2 separate regions of the Rattus norvegicus genome follow, and region 1 is linked to region 2. Evidence: chromatin contacts called from public Hi-C data. All regions are on one chromosome and are shown on one strand. The core of a region is the stretch at or near the end of the contact, and the rest is flanking DNA. Distances in the headings are between cores, read along the strand shown. Region 1 holds the start of Tlnrd1 (talin rod domain containing 1). Region 2 has its middle 26 kb from the start of Cfap161.

The links. A called contact is a pair of places that touch in the nucleus more often than the background predicts.
Region 1: a Hi-C map of liver shows a contact between it and region 2, with 3 times the contacts expected there. The contact joins the promoter of Tlnrd1 here to the enhancer-like site in region 2. A contact is called at or near these places in 10 of 12 Hi-C or Micro-C datasets (the A7r5 cell line, the Rat2 cell line, Schwann cells and 6 more).

Annotation. Positions count from the first base shown.
Region 1 is chr1:147,273,900-147,276,785 of GRCr8, reverse strand. Tlnrd1 (talin rod domain containing 1) reads left to right here and starts at 1,292. Exons shown (of 1, transcript NM_001013149.1): 1 at 1,292-2,886. The coding sequence starts at 1,607. The coding sequence ends at 2,695. It also overlaps a transcript of Mesd not described here.
Region 2 is chr1:147,201,850-147,205,003 of GRCr8, reverse strand. No RefSeq gene overlaps it. Among named protein-coding and RNA genes, the nearest start is that of Cfap161, 26 kb to the right of the region's middle. Within about 2 kb of position 1,738, at least 32 of the 93 cell types and tissues checked have an H3K27ac peak or open chromatin away from gene starts, as enhancers often do. A contact at or near this core is called in the A7r5 cell line and liver, where this site is marked.

The DNA of each region.
Region 1 (2,886 bases), core at 43-2,542, 72 kb before region 2:
ACGGAAACCCACCCACAGAAGAGGGTCGTACACAACAAAGGGCGGAGGGGGGCTTGCATAAGTCATCGAATCTCATAGGTGATTGGAATCTGGAGGGGTTGGGACGAGGGGGGAGAACTAGGGAATAGTGAGTGGCCTCCTCCCCAAGTAAGCAAAACAGATCACCTTCTACACTAGCTCACTTGGCGGGGAGAAAGCACCGAGTCCCAGGGCAGGCTGAGAGCTTACGTAAGGCCACTCGCGGCTGCGCCCCGGTGTCCCCAGGGTGTGCGCAGCGCTGGGCGCGGAGCGAGGGCCGGCCTTCCCCACCACACAAGCTTCCTAGCCTCTCCGGATGCAGGGACCACCGGCCCCAGAGCCGCAGCGTCGGGGCTGGGCGCGGCGTCCTCCCACGGCCCCCAGCTTCCCGGGGGAGGAGCAGCGCATCGCGCAAGCATCCGGGATCGGCGGAGGGGGCGGGAGGAAGGGCGAGAGGAGGAAGCGGGATTTAAACGAAAGGCGGTGACGCCACACAAAAGATTCCTATAGGCTCCAGGGAGGTTACGGCCGAGGTGGCGGCGGCGAGCCGGGGGCGAGGCGGACGCGAGGAGGCGAAAGCCGCAGCCGCGCGCGGGCAGGCGGGTGTCCCCTGGCCTGCGGTCTCCGCCCTTCCTTTCAGTTGCTCAGAGGTCGCTCGGAAGTTGCTGGTTGACAAACATGGCAGGAGTCCGGGCCCGGGTCGGCCTCCGCGACGCCACGCTCACCTTCTGAGCCGACCACCCCGGGGCGTCGGATGCGCGGGGCCCGCGGGCTCTGCGGGGAAACAGAGATGGAATCTCCACGACAGCCGGTGGCGGGTCGCAGGCCATTCAGGCGGGGAGGGCGTGCCGCCCCGGCGCCGGGCCGCGCACTCTGAACCGCCAGGCGGGAAGGCGCGGCCGCCCAGCACCCTGCGTTGCAGCCTCCCGCCCGACTGACTCCGCGCGGCCGCCACAGAGCCAGCCACGCCCTCGGCCCTGTGGCCGCCCAGCGCCCCAAGAGCCGGAGAAGGAGATGCGGCCGCGCGCCCCCGGGCGTCAGCTCCGGCCGCCGTCGCCAGCCAGTACGGTCTGGCGGGGTCGCCGCCCCTGAAGCCCACGTGCGCTGCTGAGCCGGATCGCCGCAGCGTAGCGGCTGACAGCAAAGCCTGCCGGGGCCGCCGCCTGCGCTCCTCTAGGAGCAGAGGATTTTGATTTCAAAGGAAGGAAGGAAGGAAGGAAGGAAGGACAACTCCCAGCCTCCCCGTCCCGCCCTCTCCGCTCCGGCGGCCCGGCCGCCCATGCCCAGGAAGGTGGCGACAACCGGGCAGCGGGGACTTTACTGGTAGGCTCGTGAAGAGGGGCGCGGACTAGGAGTCTGCGGTGCCCTGGCTCACGGTTCCCGCGAGCTACACAGCGCCCCGAAGAGCTTGCCGCGGGCCTGGGCCCGCCCCGCGACGCCGGGCCATCGGCCGCCGCCACCGGACTCTCTGTGCCCGCCGCGGTGGATGGCATGATGGTGCGCGGAAGGCAGCGCGGCCCTGGCCAGCTGAGTCGCGGCGGCGGTGGTAGCGGACTCCCCAGCGGCATGCCAGTGCCCCCTGGGCGCGATGGCTAGCGGCAGCGCCGGGAAGCCCACTGGCGAGGCGGCTTCTCCGGCTCCTGGGAGCGCCGTCGGCGGGGCCAGCTCGCAGCCGCGGAAGAGGCTGGTGTCTATCTGTGATCACTGCAAGGGCAAGATGCAGCTGGTGGCCGACCTGCTGCTGCTGTCTAGCGAGGCGCGGCCGGTGCTTTTCGAAGGCCCCGCCTCCCCTGGCGCTGGTGCGGAGTCCTTCGAGCAGTGCCGGGACACCATCATCGCGCGCACCAAGGGGCTGTCCATCCTAACCCACGACGTGCAAAGCCAGCTCAACATGGGCCGCTTCGGAGAGGCGGGGGACAGTCTTGTGGAACTGGGCGACTTGGTGGTGTCGCTGACCGAGTGTTCTGCACATGCGGCCTACCTGGCAGCCGTTGCCACACCGGGCGCTCAACCTGCACAGCCAGGCCTTGTGGACCGCTACCGTGTGACACGCTGCCGCCACGAGGTGGAGCAGGGCTGTGCTGTGCTGCGAGCCACCCCACTGGCAGACATGACCCCACAGCTGCTGCTGGAGGTGTCGCAGGGCCTGTCTCGAAACCTCAAGTTCCTGACGGATGCGTGCGCCCTGGCCAGTGACAAGTCACGGGACCGCTTCTCGCGCGAACAGTTCAAGCTGGGCGTCAAGTGCATGAGCACCAGTGCATCTGCGCTGTTAGCATGTGTGCGCGAAGTGAAGGCGGCGCCCAGCGAGCTGGCCCGCAGTCGTTGCGCGCTCTTCAGTGGGCCCTTGGTGCAGGCAGTGAGCGCTTTGGTGGGCTTTGCCACCGAGCCTCAATTCCTGGGTCGCGCAGCTGCTGTGAGCACTGAGGGCAAGGCGGTACAGACCGCCATCCTGGGAGGTGCCATGAGTGTGGTGTCAGCCTGCGTGCTCTTGACCCAGTGCCTCAGGGATCTGGCGCAGCACCCAGATGGGAGCGCCAAGATGTCGGACCACAGGGAGAGGCTGAGGAACTCGGCCTGCGCCGTGTCTGAAGGCTGTACCCTGCTATCTCAGGCTTTAAGGGAAAGGTCTTCACCCAGGACTTTACCGCCAGTGAATTCCAATTCTGTGAATTAGCACTTCCCCGCTCCATGCCCCCCCTCCCCAGCCCACATACCCATTTTCCACCCCAGGCTAAAAGAAGACACTTAACTCCTCCCCTCTCCATTTATACCAAAGAAACCATAGGTGACCCCCTTTTTCCCCATGTTAATGCTCAAGAGGAATTTTCCAGAAGGCAGGGCCACGCACTCAACATGTACACAGAG
Region 2 (3,154 bases), core at 489-2,988:
CTCAGGTTAACAGTAGGAGGAAGAGTCATTATTATGTAACTAACAGTTTTGCAGGAGCTGTTTTAGGGGGATCAGAAGAATAAAATAAGAACCCCCTCTCAGGAAAGAGGGGCCTCTCTTGTAGCAGGAAACAAGACTTTTGGATGGTTCCTTACTTGCCCATATGTGGTCTTGACGTATAAGAGGAGGAAAAGATCAACTCTTACTGTCATTTACTTAGGAGTGGGTTTGATTTAGTCAGAAAGGTTTTGGTCTCTCCTGTCCTCATCTAAAAGAAGTCTATTCTAAGAGAGTCTTATCTAAAAAGTTCTTCTGAACTTCTTCATATGCTGTTCATCCTCTTCATAAGCTGATCAGCACGGTGAATATGCTAACAACAGGAAATGAAGAAGTTTTATCTTTTTCAGTCTTTTACAGGGGCCTCATAAGAGAGAAAACCATTTTTAAGCACTTATTGACTCAGAATACCACATAAAACCACAATCAGAGCTAATCTCTCTATACTCATATGTTGTGAGTGTGGGTGTGGGGTTACTTTTAACACCCCAATGCTTTTGGCAAGCGGTGTCAGCCATGGTCACCTCATCTTACTTGCATACAGACATTAGTCCAGGGCATGAATGGGTCACAAAGGAGAAATAAGGAAAATGGTATCATTAAAGTTGTGCATTGAGCTGACCCAGGCCCATAGGAGTTGATTATATTGGAGATCCAGAGCACATTAAGAAAGATTACGGTGCTTTTCTTAGAGGTCAGTTGATTCTGAACAGGTTGAGAGCACAGTATGTAAACTGAATGAGTGCACAGCTCTAAATGATCTCGGAGCACATCACTACGTTGATTACAGGTTGACTGAAAGTTTGATTTGCAGAGCCAAACTTTAAACAGCATTTCTCAGGAACAAGAAAACATTCCCACACCCATAAAGACTCTGTCCTGAAGGCTTGTTTGAAAATTCTCACATTGAGGGCTTAGGGAATAGACACCGGTCACCGAGTTACTACATATTACTATATGGGCGACCCGGCAAAAGAGAATTGAGCGAACCTCGGAAGAAAGACTTGCAAAGGGCTCAGAGTTAGCATTCAGACTGCCCCCCAGATCTCACGAGCCATTTGCTTGAAGGGCTGTCAACACTAATGAATACCGGAAACAACATAAAACAGAGGTTGCCTGTGGGGATGTCTGAAGACTGACTGGAAGGCAGAGTACAGCGGAACATTCTGGGTGACCTAAGCATTCCTCTCTTTCGTGGGGGTGTGCTTATTTTGTCAAATCCATTGTTACCTAGCTGAGATCTGTACTTTCAGTCAGTGTATGACAATTTACCTCATTAAAAAAATACGAAGTTAGGAAAAGTTACTTAAAATACTTGGGAATGAAGCAGGACCCATTACAGGATATTCTCAGTGATGCCTACCCACACCATTTAGAGAATGACATCATCGGGAACATGTGACACAGGGGGGAAGAGGACCTGGATCCTAGAGCTGGCTCTGTGGACCTTTCCTGGTGGGTGGTTTCATTTCCCCCTCTTTTGTCCATAAACTAAGCAAGTTTTACAAGGCTCTTGCTAAGCTCAGACAGCATGTCCCTACTTTCTGAGACACAGCCTGGGTCTGATGACCTGGAGGTGTAACCTGATTTGGCAATTCTGTGATCTGAATCTCTTCCACATGTCTGGTGTCAGCCCTGCAGGGGAGAGCCCAGCAATCTGATTCCTCCAGGAAGTCCATTGCTCTGTGGCTGCTAAAATTAGAACCAGGCCGCTGCCCAGATCAAGGCCATTGCTTTCCCAGCCCCTCCGTGAACTAACTCATCTCCCTCCACCCTGCACCGTACAAATGTGCTGGTAATTATAGTTACACGAGGACCAGATGAGCTGGGGCTTGGAGAGAGAAAACAGAAACAGAGCTGAATTTCCTGGAGACCCTGACTCCTCAGACAAAGAGACAGAAAGTGAAAGGAAAGGGGGAGGGGAGTGAAAGAAGGGGAGGAAGAACAGAAAAGCAACGAGGGAGAACTTAAAACCCAGTGAGTTCCACAAAGGCAGCAATCAATCCCCTAAAAGCAAACCTCCTTAAGTACGGTTAGTTTAAGTCATCGCTTTTACTTTAGGACAGGGTGTAGTGGCTTGTTTCTGTAGAGTAGCTGGGAGCAGGGCCTGCTGGCCTTGAGACCTAGTCTGGCAGCAGATTACCCATGGCCTTGAGAGATTCTCCCCCTACTAACTCCACCCCCCCCCGCACCCCCTCCCCCGCACCTTTGTTCCCGCCCCCACCACATAGGGAGTGAGTGCATGGAGCAGAGCCCTTCAGAGGCAGCAGGAAGGTTGGAGGATTCTAGTTTCAGTTGAACATTCTTGCAAAGGATATAAAAAAAGCCAAAAAACAAAAGAACAAGAAAACAACAACAACAACAACAACAACAACAACACCCCAACTGTGTGTGTGCCTGTATGTAGTGGGTGTGCATAGAGTGTCCAAATAAGCCAGAAAGACAGTAGATTCCCCTGGAGCTAGAGTCATCAGCAGTTGAGCTGCCAAATGTCATTTCTCTGGGCAAAAAGTCTTTCTATTTGGGCTGGCCTTAGATTAGACTTTTGGAGCAGGGTCTCATTTCCTGGAGGGGGGTGTTCCTTCCTGAGGATCCCTCCAAGTGACCAGCCATTCTATAGGCTCGGAGCACTCGGAGAGTACGTGCCCTGGGCCTTTCCTTCCTACTTGACCCTGGGCGTGGCAGGTGGCTTCATAGCTGCCACTTTATGTTGGACCCCTGCTTTGCCTTGGAACTCTGTGTACTGATTCTACTGTGAGAGGGGACAACCACTGTGGTTGTCCTCTGTAATGGCAGATGCTAACTAAGTGCTTAGGCAGTGGTGAATGTACAACTTCTTCACTGGGATGGTTTTTGTTTTAATTGGGGCTGAGAAGATGGACAGAATACTTGGTATAAGTGAGAGGAAGTCCATCTGGATCCCCAGCACCTATGACAAACTGGGTATGTCTTGTGATTCTAGCACTAGGAAAATGAAGACAGGAGGATTCCCACACTAGCCATACAGTCAAGCGGATGTGGTCAGCTCTAGGCTCCATGAGAGACCCTGTCTCAGTAAGGTGCAGCACATGTGGGGGCAGGGAAGGGATGACTTAGT